2 separate regions of the Macaca mulatta genome follow, and region 1 is linked to region 2. Evidence: chromatin contacts called from public Hi-C data. All regions are on one chromosome and are shown on one strand. Each heading gives the region's core, a stretch centred on a gene start, on an enhancer-like site or on the middle of the called end of the contact. The rest is flanking DNA. Distances are from core to core; before and after follow the strand shown. Region 1 holds the start of EXOSC9 (exosome component 9). Region 2 holds the start of ANXA5 (annexin A5).

Evidence for each region. Hi-C and Micro-C count contacts between places; a contact is called where the count stands out from the background.
Region 1: a Hi-C map of liver shows a contact between it and region 2, with 2.2 times the contacts expected there. The contact joins the promoter of EXOSC9 here to the promoter of ANXA5 in region 2. A contact is called at or near these places in 3 of 14 Hi-C or Micro-C datasets (cortical neurons, fetal cortex germinal zone and liver).

What each region holds. Positions count from the first base shown.
Region 1 is chr5:130,613,418-130,620,638 of T2T-MMU8v2.0, reverse strand. EXOSC9 (exosome component 9) reads right to left here and starts at 2,223. Exons shown (of 12, transcript XM_015139157.3): 1 at 2,074-2,223; 2 at 1,646-1,740; 3 at 779-898; 4 at 555-657. The coding sequence starts at 2,139.
Region 2 is chr5:130,506,202-130,512,986 of T2T-MMU8v2.0, reverse strand. It overlaps ANXA5 (annexin A5), which reads left to right and starts at 1,774. Exons shown (of 13, transcript XM_015139155.3): 1 at 1,774-1,891; 2 at 2,124-2,167. The coding sequence starts at 2,159.

The sequences.
Region 1 (7,221 bases), core at 974-3,473, 110 kb before region 2:
GAGGATGCAGTGAGCTGAGATTATACCACTGCACTCCAGTCTGGGCAACAGAGTGAGACTCTGTCTCAAAAAAAAAAAAAGAATAAAAGTCTAATATCCTAATGCAGCACAATTTATTGGGACTAAGATTTTCAAAATTATCCCTGCCACTGACATGGTGTGGCCCTGTGTAACTCGATAAACCTATCCAAATGAAGGATTTCTTCTGTTCTTGAGTTCTGCATGAAAAACTACCTGCTTCTATGAACACCTGCTTCTATGAACGCAGATAAGAAAATGAGATTATATGAAAAAGCCACAAATTCTTTGAATAAAATATTTTTACACAAAAATCTAAGTTGCTATTTTCACCCTTTTAGAATAATGCTTTTTATCCCTTCAGAGAGATAGAGGTGGCACAAAGTTCTAAGGGTATCACTCAAGAACATCTGAAGTGAAGTGAATCAGTACAAAACTTGAGTTGACTAAAGTTCTGAGAATAAAAGCTCAGACACCGGGATCCATGAATCAACAGTATTCATCCTAAGATTAAGAATTATGGGCATATTCCCCACCTTTTCACCAGCAACAACACAGAGAGATTCAGTGTCTATACACTTCGAATTTCTTAGACATCTTTCCAAGAGTCGATTCAACTTCACCAAGAGATCTGACTGCCTATAATAAGAAAATAGGAATGGGCTACTGTCATGAAATATAACACCTGGTATTAAAACAAAAGCTCATTGCTGTTAGGTTCTCCTATGACTAAAGCAGCTTAAGAAAAAGATTTAAATACCTGCCAGGTTCGAAAGCTGGAGCAGCCATCTGAGAGAGTTCAAGGTTAAAAAAAAGAATACCTTCTGTTGCCCTATTGAGTTTTGGAGACACAAGTTCACAGGAAACCTGTCCAAGAACTCTGCAAAGATAAAGTACAAAGTATTAACTAAATAGACTCTCCTTCCAAAAAAAAAAAATCTGAAACAGATCACAAGTTTCAATCTTAATGTGAGTAATATCATAGTAAGCCAGATAAATCATAGAAAGTAAAAAATATATGTAAAGTATAATATACACAGAAATAAAACATAAATTGGTGCAACTAAAAACACGACAGAAAAAACACCTCTCTTCTTATTACAATGTTTACTATTCCACAGATTGTTCTAAAAAATCAATGACCTTTACCTCTAAAGCAAGTATTTATTGATACAAGATGGCATGAAAACTTGATATTTAAGTGTTTTCACATGCCATAGTTCACCACCATTAACTGACCAAATAGCCTTACAACTTTCAAATGAATATTTGAAAACCTAACTTTCATGTCACTCGAAAAACAGGAAATCAGGATGTACACTTAATGACAAGATGCTCAAGATCTCTGTATTAGTGTGAGAAACAAATTCGATATGAGCACTACTGGTTGTCTACACGATTTACAGAAGTCAGAACTATGTGATAGGTGACAGAAAATACGTTTATGATTAAAAAGTTCAAGTGTGACCACAAAATCAAAAAATCTTGCATAAAAAATACTTATTTTTGTCAGCTAAACAAAGAATACTGTGCAGACTTCTTAGCTGCTTTATAAACAACCGAGTCAATAAGGTCTTTTTTCAAACTTCTCCCTTTTCAATGTGTTATCTCATTTAAATCCTGTTACCTTGTTTTGCCAAGTTCCACAATGCAGCATCCGTAATCTGTTCCAAATGAGATCCTGATGTTCCTATAATCATAGGTTTGTCTGCCATCCAGCCGCTGTTAAGCACAAATTCATTCATTCATTTATTCCTTCAACAAGTATGTCTTAAGCAACTACTTTTTGTCTGGCCCTGGGCTAAGCACTTGGGGGAAAGTGGAATCCTAACCACCCCGCCCATACAAGAAAGTGGAAACTACAGCACGGACAACTGCTGGGGTGACTAGAGACTCGAAAAGAACCTGTCGAAAAAAAATAAAGCCTGGGGAATGGGGTGAACGTGCCGGTCGTTCCCCTAATGGCTCCCCCGGCCCAGGCGGACCAGGTATGAGTCCACACCTTGAGACCCGGGCGCCCATGCAGCGCGCAATTCTGCGGGGACCAAACCATACCTTCTTTTCTTCGATGGCACGGAGTAGGAAGCGGCGTTCGCAGTTTGAGAGTGGCGTTTCCTTCATGGTATTGGGTCACCGGCCCCACAGGCACCAGAATCCGCGGGAAAAACGGAAACTGACTTTTCCTTACGCGCCGCTGCCGGTCCCGAGGCGCAGGAAAATTTCGTCATCAAAACGCGGCGGCAGGAAATAGGCAAGGGCTTGGGCAGTCGCTACTGCGCAGACTCAAAGCGTGATTGGGGCGGGCCAGCGGTCAGCAAGAAGCCAGTGCGGCTTAGGGAGGGCGTTTCTGAACGTGAAATTGCGTTTCTTTTCTCATAAAATGCGGAGGAGAAAAGGATACTCAAAATAACCATCAGAGTGGTAGAAATTAATATCAGTAGACCGCTCTCACACTTCACCGTTCGCTCAGTCCTCTTGCGGGGTGGAGACTAGAGAGATACTACTGCAATTTCACAGATGAGTTGACATTGGCCCCTAGAAAGCCGCAGATGCAGGATTTGGAGCATATTAAATGAACAAACACTGGAATGAGGCGGCATAAGGGTTGCGGGAGAAAGTTAAGATGGTGAAATGGGATGTTTTTGTGGCCAAAGGTGAAATTTTGTGGGATCTGAGAAGTTGATGAGAATGGAGAACTTTCGCACGTAATAACCAATGATGTTACTACTTCTGTGGGCTGAAACTAAATGTACCGTTTATTTCTCATCCCCTCTCCAGTTATTTTAAGTCGATAGACTTATTTTTATGGTCACAGAGAAACCTTAGCTGGGCCATGCTGCCAACCAATCAGCTTTTTTGGAGAGGCAGTATCAAATAGTACTTTTAAAAAGTGTTCACTGCCAGGGTTCAAATTTTAAGTCTGTCGTTAACTACTATAACCCTGGGCAAGTTAACCTGTGTGCTTCACATTACTCACCTGCAAAAAAAAAAAAAAAAAAAGAGGGCGGCGGGGAGTGAGAAACCTATTTATTATGAGGAATAAAATGAGTGAATAGATACATAAAATGTTTAGAACGGTGCCTGGCATGGAGTAAGCACTATTTAAGTGTTTGCATATTATTATTTTGTTTCCTTTTGCTTTAGAGGTGGTAGGCACTGTAACTCCTACGCAGTCTCTCTTTGGCTTCTTTGGTAGCTTCTCACACGTTATTTCTACCAGTGATACATTTTAGTCTCACTTTGTACCACTTGCAATCCATGTACTCAATAAATACTTGAAGAGGGCCTACTCTGTCCAAGAATAATTTAAGTGCTGGAGAAACAGGGTAGACAAGATCCTTTCTCTCAAGGAATTTACATTCTTTTTGGAAAGACAAAAAAACCCTAAACAAATAGAACAATTTCACACAATGGTAAGTGCTCTCTGAGAATAGGAATGCTATCTTAATAGGGGTAGTTGCAGGAACAGGTGACTTTGTAGAGCTGACATTTAAGTAAAGTAAATCTTTGGTGTTGAGCAGGAGCACCCTTGATGCCATCTGGAGAGGAAAAGTGTTTCAAGCAGAAAGAGTAACATATGCAAAAACTGAAATGGGATGAGCTCCACATGGTCTGGAGACAGAAATTGTGAAGAAGGAGGAAAGTGGACAGAAATGATTAATTTTCAAAATCGGCAAGGGGATTACAGGGTACTAACCACTTAAGTTCTTTAACAACATAAGTTCATTTTTATTATACAGTTTCACACCAGAACTGCTGGTAGATAAGTTCTTCATTTAAATCCTTGGGTTCTTTCAGTGGCCATTTGGTAATTTTTCCCTTCAGCAATGAAATAGGCCTTTGTTGAAATAGCGTGTTACTTCCTGCAAGGCAGCTTGGTAATGGAAAGAGAATGGACTTTGGCTTCAGATAAACTTCAGCTCAAATGGACTTGGAGTGAGCTAAATAATCTTTCTTATTTGGGAGTTCTGTATCTTCAGATTGGAAGTAACAATTACTCTGTGTTAAGTGGTCTGAATGAAAGTATCTAATGAAACATTTTGGACATGATAGCTATTCAAATGTTAGTTTCCTCCTTCCTTGTTGGCTTGGCAAAGGCTTCCCATGCAACTGCCCAAACTCAGTATGACAGATTGCTTTTCTGAGATTGCTGCTTGATTACTTTGCTTTCCTTCCACTTTTGTTGGATTTCCACTGTTCTTTTCTACTTTCACTTTTATATTCTAATTTTAACACTCCTGCTTTTGTCTTTTTATTTTTGAGTTAATCCAAACGTGTATGACCCATCTCCACTTACTACTACATACCATCATAAAATATATCTACTTTACAACCTTGTGTTTATAAGAAATTTTTGAATGCCAAAGGAAAATTTGTTTCATGATTTCAGGGAAAAATAGGTTTGGAAGATTAAGAAGAAGTTCAGATAATGTGATACATTCTATTTTTTTTTTTTTTTTTCCAGACAGTCTCACTCTGTCACCCAGGCTGGAGTGTAGCGGCATGATCTTGGCTCACTGCAACCTCCACCTCCCAGGTTAAAGAAATTCTTCTGCCTCAGCCTCCCGGGTAGCTGGGACTGTAGGCATGCGCCACCACACCTGGCTAATTTTTGTATTTTTAGTAGAGACGGGGTTTCACCGTGTTGGTCAGGCTGGTTTCAAACTCCTGACTTCAGGTGATTTGCCCACCTTGGCCTCCCAAAGTGCAGGGATTAGAGGCGTGAGCCACCGCACTTGGCCTTACTTTCTGTTCTTAAAAGAAGAATCAATTTGAATCAGCATGTTAATCTGGATGATCTGTCTAAAAATAACCTAGTTCTCAACAAACTATTTGAGTATGCATTCTCTTTATTGAACATCAGTTGCTTTGTCTGACCAGCATCCTTTTATTTCTTGGAGAAATGCACTTTCCTGACCCCATGCGATTCTAGTGAGCCAATACATTTGAGTTGGTCTTTGTAAAAGTGTGTCCAAAGGAATTCTAATACATTTCTACTAGAATATAAAGTCCATGTCTTCTCAACCTTTGTAGCACCCACTGAGACTGGTAGTGTACCTTGTGAATAAAAGGATGAATGGCCTATTATAGCATATCTGGTGAAAGAATTAATGGGTGGAGGCCAGGTGCAGTGCCTCACGCCTGTAATCTTAGCACGCTGGGAGGCCAAAGCGGCCAGATCACTTGAGGTCAGGAATTTGAGACCAGCCTGGCCAACATGGTGAAACCCCCGTCTCCACTAAAATTACAAAAATTAGCTGGGCATGGTGGCACACACCTATCCCAGCTACTCAGGAGGCTGAGGCTGGAGAATCACTTGAACCCAAAAGGTGGAGGTTGCAGTGAACTGAGATTACACTACTGCACTCCATCCTGAACAATAGAGCAAGAATCCATCTCAAAAAAAAAAAAAAGGCCTGGGCACCGTGGCCATGCCTATAATCTCAGTACTTTGGGAGGCCAAGGCAGGCAGATCATATGAGTTCAAGAGTTTGAGACCAGCCTGACCAACATGGTGAAACCCTGTCTCTACTAAAAATACAAAAATTAGCCGGGCACGGTGGCACACACCTGTAATCCCAGCTACTCAGGAGGCTGAGGCTAGAGAATCACTTGAACCTGGGAGCCAGAGGTTGCAGTGAGTCGAGATTGTGCCACTGCACTGCAACCTGGGTGACAGAGTGAGACTCCATCTCAAAAAAAAAAAAAAAAAGGAAAAAACTGGGTGGATGAGTGAACAAATGAAAGTTTCTCATTTTATGTACCATATGTCTGCTGTACAATTTGTCTGTGTAGAATTTGGTGTACCCAAAAATTATCCTGGAAGGGAATAAGATGAAATATTAAGAATGGTTATCTCTGAGTGGTAGGAGTCTGGGAAAAGTTTTTTTTTTTTCATTTTGATATTTTTTCTTTATGAACTTTCCAAATCTTCTGTAAGGCATGTGAATAGCTTTTATTGTCAGAAAAAAGTAAAAAAGTGTTGTTTTCTTTTTATTGTTCTGCCACACTTAGCTATTTTTTTTATTTAAGGGAATTTTGACTTTCAACTACATTTAACAAAGACATTTGTTTTGTTGTTTTTCAAGATTCAAACTGGAAACCACTTATCAGTTAATATGTTGAAAAGATTTTATGTATTGACAGCCGAACACTAATATGTCAAATGTAGTGCAAATTTCCCTCGCATATGTTTTATTGGAATTACAGATTTTTAAGTCCATTAGACTATCCAGTCCATCTCTGGCTTCCTTGGATATTGAAAAGAGCTCTTCATTTGACTCTGACCGTATCATTTGTTATGTCCAGGAAGCTATATGTGATCTCTCATATTATTATTATTAAGCTTTTCCAACGTATTTAGAGGAATAAAAAATTATCCGTTTTTGGCTTATCAAAAATACAACAAATTAGAGGATAAGTCAAGGAAGGGACATTTTCATTTCACTTTACTCAGACTATGCATATGGCTCTATCTTGGACACATCACTGATGCCCTTGGATCTGTTCTCATCTATGAAAAGAAGATTCATGCTCATTGATAGAAATCTGTAGGAAATTGTACTGTTTAATGTCTAAGCAATAAATACAATCTAGAAAAGTTATTTGTCAATTAGTCTTCTACAAATAAAATAAGTAGACTTTGCTTTAGTGAATTAAACTAATTGTCATGTAAATAACTATTATAGGGTTGTATAGTAGGCAAAACAATGGCCTCTTTTAAAGATGTCCATGTTCCAATCTCTGGAAACTGTGAATATGTTGCCTTATGTGGCAGAAGTTTTTTTGCAGCAATGATTAAATTATGGATTTTGAAATAGGGGGGTTTTCCTGGATTAGCTGGGTGAGCCCAAGAAGGAGGCAGGAAAGAGAGAGAAGTGAGGATGACAGAAGGAGAGGTCAGAAGAGAGATGATGGCCAGTTGTGGTGGCTCACACCTGTAATCCCAGCACTTTGGGAGGCTGAAATGTGCAGATCACCTGAGATCAGGAGTTCGAGACCAGCCTGGCCAACATGGTGAAAACCCATCTCTACTAAAAATACAAAAATTAGCTGGGTATAGTGGTGAACACCTGTAATACCAGCTACTTGGGAGGCTGAGGCAGGAGAATTACTTGAACTGGGAGACAGAGATTACAGTGAGCCGAGATCGTGCCACTGCACTCCAGCCTGGGCCACAGATCAAGACTCCATCTCAATTTA
Region 2 (6,785 bases), core at 525-3,024:
CCTCATTCTCAAAGAAGACTAGATCCCTATCTCTTACCCTTAACCTCCACGTTGAGAAGCACTTTGCACTTCCCATTCCAGCATATGTCTAAAACACTGCATCTAGTGTCGCAAACTTGTCCTATTTTCACCTCTGCCCTGGCACTTTCCCTCCCCATAGCAGTAAGTCTGAGAAGGTCACTGTGTCTTCTACTTTTCCTTTTCCAGCATGTGGAGACAAAAGTGATTATACCCTGGATGCTAATCCGCCGTGTTGACCTTTAATAACCCCAGTCCCATGAATACCTGTTGATTCCTAGGATTTTTTTTTTTTTTTTACTGTCCTTAGCATAAGAACATGTCAACCTTGATGCTATTGCCCACATTGTAGGCTATAACGCATAAGGCATTCTCACCTGATCTGGAGGGCTGCCTTTAATTGTCTTGCAGAGCAGTATACTCTCTCTTTACGATATATAAGGCCAGGGTTGGGGGAGTAACAGTGCAGAAATTTATCTGCTTGCTGCCGCCCAAGGTCACGCTTCTGTCTATGATATCCTCCAATAACACACCTATTACCGACAGACTGGATTTGTCTGCCTTGTTCTTTGGTTTCTTGGCTTCTTCGCATTTGGGGGCTCCTTTGCATATAAAGCCCTTTCACAGAACACAGCACCATGCTAGTACAATACGCTGTAGATTCTCCCTCCCTCCCCGTCTCTCTCATATGCTCATATATTTTATGTTGAACCAATATGAGGCATGGCTTAAATTTAAGTCATATTAAAGTTCTAGGCTAGTTTTGAAAACAGAAACTGATTTGAAGCAGAGGCTTTGAAATACCCCACATATGCTACTAGAAGGCTGTACATTTAAGAGAGGGCCATCTAGGAAGCAATCATATGCATTAAAAACAACAAAACAACAACAACAATAACAACAACAACAAAACAGGCCGGGCGCGGTGGCTCACGCCTGTAATCCCAGCACTTTGGGAGGCCGAGGCGGGTGGATCACAATGTCAGGGGTTCCAGACCAGCCTGACCAACATGGTGAAACCTCGTTTCTACTAAAAAGACAAAAATTAGCTGCGCGTGGTGGCAGAGGCCTGTAATCCCAGCTACTCAGGAGGCTGAGGCACAAGAATTACTTGAACCCGGGAGGCAGAGGTTGCAGTGAGCCGAGATCGCGCCACTGCACTCTCGCCTGGCGACAGAGTGAGGCTCTGTCTCAAAAAACAAAACAAAACATAACAAAACAAAAACAACAAAACAAAACAGAAACAAAAACAACTGGGGAAACGGCCCTCCCTTCAGGTTTTTTCTATCCCATTTACAAAGGCGCGCTGCCCTTAGCTGCGATGATTTTGTCTCGCCTCCAAAAAGACGCCCATGCACTGCTCTGTCGAGCACCCAAGTGAGGCTACGATTCCTACGGTCACAGAAGGCAGGGAGGCTCAAGCACCTCCAAAACCCTGAGTCCTGGACAGCTCCCCACGCCCTTCCCTCGGGGCGAAGACAAGACTGTCCCTGGGGCCCTCGGGGGAGCGGCCGCCCCTTCTTGGTTCCAGCAGCGCTGCGGCCGCGCCCCACCCAGGCCCGCGAGAGCCGCGGGACAGTCCACGCCGCTGGCCACCGACTGGGACTAGCCGCGATCCACGCAGGCGCGCTGAGGCCGTGGCAGGGGCGGGCCGGGCTGGCGCGGCCTGCCTGCGGTTGAGTCCCTCGCGGGGGTGGGCCGGGCCAAGCGGGGCAGGGCCGGGGCGGGGCCGCTGGCGTTTCCGTTGCTTGGATCAGTCTTGGTGCAGCTGCCGGATCCTTCGGCGTCCTCATCCCGGCGTTTCCCCGCGTACCGTAGCCTGGCGCTCCGCCGCTTTCCCGGTGGTTCGGGGCACTTGGGTCCCACAGTCTGGGTGAGTGGCCGCAGCACGGGGAGGGGGCTCCCTCTGGAGAGGGGAGCGGGGTCGCAGGGCACTGGGTTCGCGCGGACGTTCGCCCGAGAGCTGTCCTGGTAGCTGCGAGAGGGCGGGTCGGCCCCGTGGCGGGGCCCTCCGGGCTGTCTTAGCGCCTCCCCGCGGACCTGCGCTTGGGGAGGGCGCAAGTTGCGAGTGGCGCGCTAAGCTCGAGGTCTCTTCTGTTTTGCAGTCCTGCTTCACCTTCCCCTGGCCTGACTCGTCGCCATGGCACAGGTAAGGCCGTGCGCCCCCTACCGCGCTGGATTTACCCACAACTTTGTATGCTGCGACGAGGGACTTTTAGGATTTGTCTGAAGGCCAAAAAGTTTAGGAGGAAACGGAACCTGCTTTGGGGACATCGCTTCCACCTTTCTTGTTCCCTCTTTGCTTCCCCGCCCCCTTTCCTGTGTCCCGGTTCTCCTCGCGGAGCGCCCTCCGGAACCAGCACCGACGCCGCCAAGCTGCCTTCGCGCGCAGCAGCTGGTGACGTGGCCGGATTTGTGTGCACTCCCTTTTCATGAGTGAATGTGTAAAAGTGGGCCTTCCTCAAAATCCAGAGAGTCGCTCAAATTAGAACCAGAGCAAGAACAGCTCATCGTGGTCATGTGAGGCGAACGCATTTTCCCTCCCTCCTTGACTTCCTTTATTTTTTTTCCGCAAAGTTTTCTGTATTTTAATACTATGATGGAGCATTGGCTTTTTCCAGTTGCTCAGCCCAGTTTTACTAAAATAAACTGTAGGTTGTGGGCTCTGATTTTTTTTTCTTTTTTAATGCAAAAGATTAAACACAAGCACTGTTTTTCTTAAGCAATGAACTCGTGGAACGAATTCTCAATTGAATTTGCCTTGGGACTTGGGACTGTTTCAGAAATTGATAATCTACTGCAGGCTTTCTTTACTGTTTTTTTTTTTTTTTGAGAGGGACTCTCACTCTGTCGCCCAGGCTGGAGTCCAGTGATTTAGTGATCTCGCTTACTACAACCTCTGCCTTCAGGGTTCAAGCAATTCTCGTGTCTCAGCCTCCCAAGTAGCTGGGATTACAGGCGCCCCGGCCCGCCCGGCTAATTTTTGTATTTTTAGTAGAGACGGAGTTTCACCATGTTGGCCAGGCTGGTCTCAAACTCCTTGCCTCAAGTGATCCTCCCGCCTCGGCGGGATTACAGTCCTGAGTCACTGCGCCTGGCTTCTTTACTGTTATTAATGTTTATCAAAAATGTAGGAAAGAGAAGATAGTTTAAGGTCTTTAAATACTGACCATGTTATACAGTCTTTTGTGAATAAGATATCAGGGCTTAAAAACTCCAAATTGATTTCACAGATCTTGTCAATCTAACTGGCTTGTCAGAGTCCAGATGGTTTTTTTTTAAACAAGTGTTTTAACTGCTAAAACAATGTTCTCTCTTATTTATAGTTCACTTTTTATCAGATTGACTTACCAAAATTGAATAAGGTTTCTTGGTCCTTTCCAAGTGAAAATGGGAGGATTAAGATGAGTTGGTTACTTTAGTAAACTTATACAGTGACCCCATTCTTACCTCCTCTTTGCACTTAAATGTTACAGTAAAACAGTTCTCATATTACTTCAAGTGGAAAGTTTGGTTTAGGTTCTTCTCCATAGAAAGGATACTTTTATGTGGAATTAATTTTCCTTTCCTGAGGGATATTTTTCCTATCTTGATATGCTGGTGTGGTGATGTACATGAAGATTTAACAAGCACGGAATAATAATTCCCTCTATCTTTGCTCATTTGGCAGTTTCTTGAATCTCTTGTAAGTTCCCCCGTGATGTCTGAGGGTCCATCAATTCCTTTTCATCATGTAGACTGTTTACCCAAATAGTGTAAGTGAACATATTTTCCAGTTGTGGACATTAATTTTAATAATTTCAAAGAATGATTAGTATCATAAAGGTCATGTGTATACAAAACCTAGAATGGTGGTTTGCATATAAGATTATGTACCTGAGCCCTATGACAGTATAACACCAAGACTGTTTCTATCAAAACTACAGTTTTTACTCATCATAAAACTTACAAGTAATGTTTTTAAAAAGAGGCCGGGCGAGGTGGCTCAAGCCTGTAATCCCAGCACTTTGGGAGGCCGAGACGGGCGGATCACGAGGTCAGGAGATCGAGACCATCCTGGCTAACACGGTGAAACCCCGTCTCTACTAAAAAATACAAAAAACTAGCCGGGCGAGGTGGCGGGCGCCTGTAGTCGCAGCTACTCGGGAGGCTGAGGCAGGAGAATGGCGTAAACCCGGGAGGTGGAGCTTGCAGTGAGCCGAGATCGCGCCACTGCACTCCAGCCTGGGTGACAGAGCCAGACTCCGTCTCAAAAAAAAAAAAAAAACAACAACAAAAAAGATACACAGTGTTAAATTTTGCTCTAGTTTTGTTACTAGTTATTCTTGGAAATCATGAAAGTAAAACATTTTGTTAAAATATTTAGTATTGGCCAGGCACGGTGGCTCATGCCTATAATTCCAGCACTTTGGGAGGCCGAGGCACGCGGATCACCAGGTCAGGAGTTCGAGACTAGCCTGACCAACATGGTGAAACCCCATCTCTTCTAAAAATACAAAAATTAGCCAGGCATGGTGATGCACACCTGTAAGTCCAGCTACTTGGGAGGAGGCTGAGGCAGAAGAATCACTTGAACCTGGGAGGCGGAGGTTGCAGTGTGCTGAGATCGTGCCATTGCACTCCAGCCTGGGCAACAGAGTAAGACTACGTCTCAAAGAAAAAAAAAGTTTAGTATTAAAGTTGGGTGCAGCATCTGAGCAGTAAGAATGTCATGAAGGCAAAATTAGGCTACGTAATTGTTCATTAGAAACTTCATGAACATCAGAATTATCTCTATGATACATGTTTAAGTTACAAGGTTTGAGCAGAAATATTTTCATTTGGTTTAAAATTATTATTATAATTTTAAAAAGCCCTGTGCCAAGCAAGCAGGATAAACGTAAATAAATAAATTTGAGATGAAGCTCATTCCAGAGGAGCTGACTAGATATTGATTGCATCTTTTCATGCCATTCATTTTTCAAGTCAAGTCTCTCTGGAGCTAATGTTCACTCTTGGGATGTTAGATCAGGGTTACCTGTTGTCCATGGCCTGTGCTGCTCCTGGTGGTCTCTCTCAGTTCCTTATCTGTTTAACTCTTAAGTTCATTTTGGCTACTGAGAAAGAACTAGATCCAAAACTACTTGGCTGCTTTGCAAGCCACTGAGCAATTCACTGGCATTCAGCAAACCCTAATTTCCTTATCTAATATCCAGTTCTCCTTAGAAAGCCTACATAGGTGATCAAGCTAGTTAGAGGCAGGCAGTCTGGCTTTCTTCTTTTAATGACTTAGAAGTTCAAAATGGTAGAAATATAACAGTGCTTTTACAGCATAGATTCATTCCTGAAATACGTTTTATTCATATATCCTTCATACTATTCTAAAATTTCACAAATGCATCTGTTTTTTAAAAATTAGGGCTCCTAAGACCTTTGCTTTAAGTACTTCTTAGACCCAGTCTTTCAGTGTAGTAATTTACATAATATGTAAACAATTGATTAATTGCAAGAAATTATACTCCTGGCTTCATTTCTTTGGACGCTAGTTTTTTTTTTTTTTTCCCCCCCGAGATGGAGTCTCGCTTTGTTGTCCAGGCTGGAGCGCAGTGGCATGATCTCAGCTCACTGCAACCTCTGCTTCCTGCGTTCAAGTGATTCTCCTGCCTCAGCCTCCCGAGTAGCTGGGATTACAGGCATGTGCCACCATGCCTGGCTAATTTTTGTATTTTTAGTAGAGGCAGAGTTTCACTTTTGGGCAGGCTAGTCTCGAACTCCTGACCTCAAGTGATCCGTATGCCTCGGCCTTCCAAAGTGCTGGGATTACAGGCATGAGCCACTACGCCCGGCCGGACACTAGTTCTTAACTGTTCTCTTTTTCATCAGTGCATACATTCATGAATGTATGAGGCTTTTGCACTTTGACTATGTGCCAAGTATTGTTAAACATGAGCGCAATGGGAAATGGATCTAAGATTTATTGATATAATAGATGCATTGCCAAGTCTCGTGTGTGCATTATTTAGTCCTCATAACATAGTTTTGGAAATAGGTATTACTATTTTTGTTTCACAGCAGGGGAAATTGAGGTTACTTAGCTGGCATTCTTTGTATGGGACAAAGGAGGGAAGCCATTATACTGAGAGGCAACAACAGCAAATAAATACTTAGGGGTATGAAAGAGTTTAGCATGATGGAATGAAACTGCAGTGAGGTGGGGAAATTAAGCCCTGTCTTGGAAAAGAATGCCAGATAGGTCGACAGGAGCCAGCACTAAAGATTATGAACCATTTTATAGGTAATAGAGAGCTATCAAAGAGTTGCAGGTTGAGGTGTGCCACTGTCAGATTTATATTGAACAAAGCTCACCCTGGGGCCAGTGTGATGGGTGCATTTCTGGAAGATGCAAAGGCAGGGTGGTGGAGTGAGGGTTGAGAGAGGGGAGAGGGAAGCTGAGTATTGGAAAACCACATAGGCTCTGTTGTGGTAATCCCAGTGAGACCTCAAAGGCTTAAAGTAGGCAGTGTCTCAGGTTTTAGATAGGAGGGGCCTGTCGGGGAGGGTGGGCAAATTTGGTACTTGAGTGGGGTGGTTGTTAACTGATAAAGGGTCAGGGGAGGGTCACAGGACTGGCTTGCTTGACCATGGTTGATTGTGTGTTGGTGGTTTTTTTTTTTTTTGGAAAAAAAATGCAGGTTTGAGGCAGGGAAGAAACAGTAGAGGATATGTTGAATTTGAGTTTCTTAGAAAACACTTAGATGGCACTATCTAGTAAATAGTAAGGTATATAT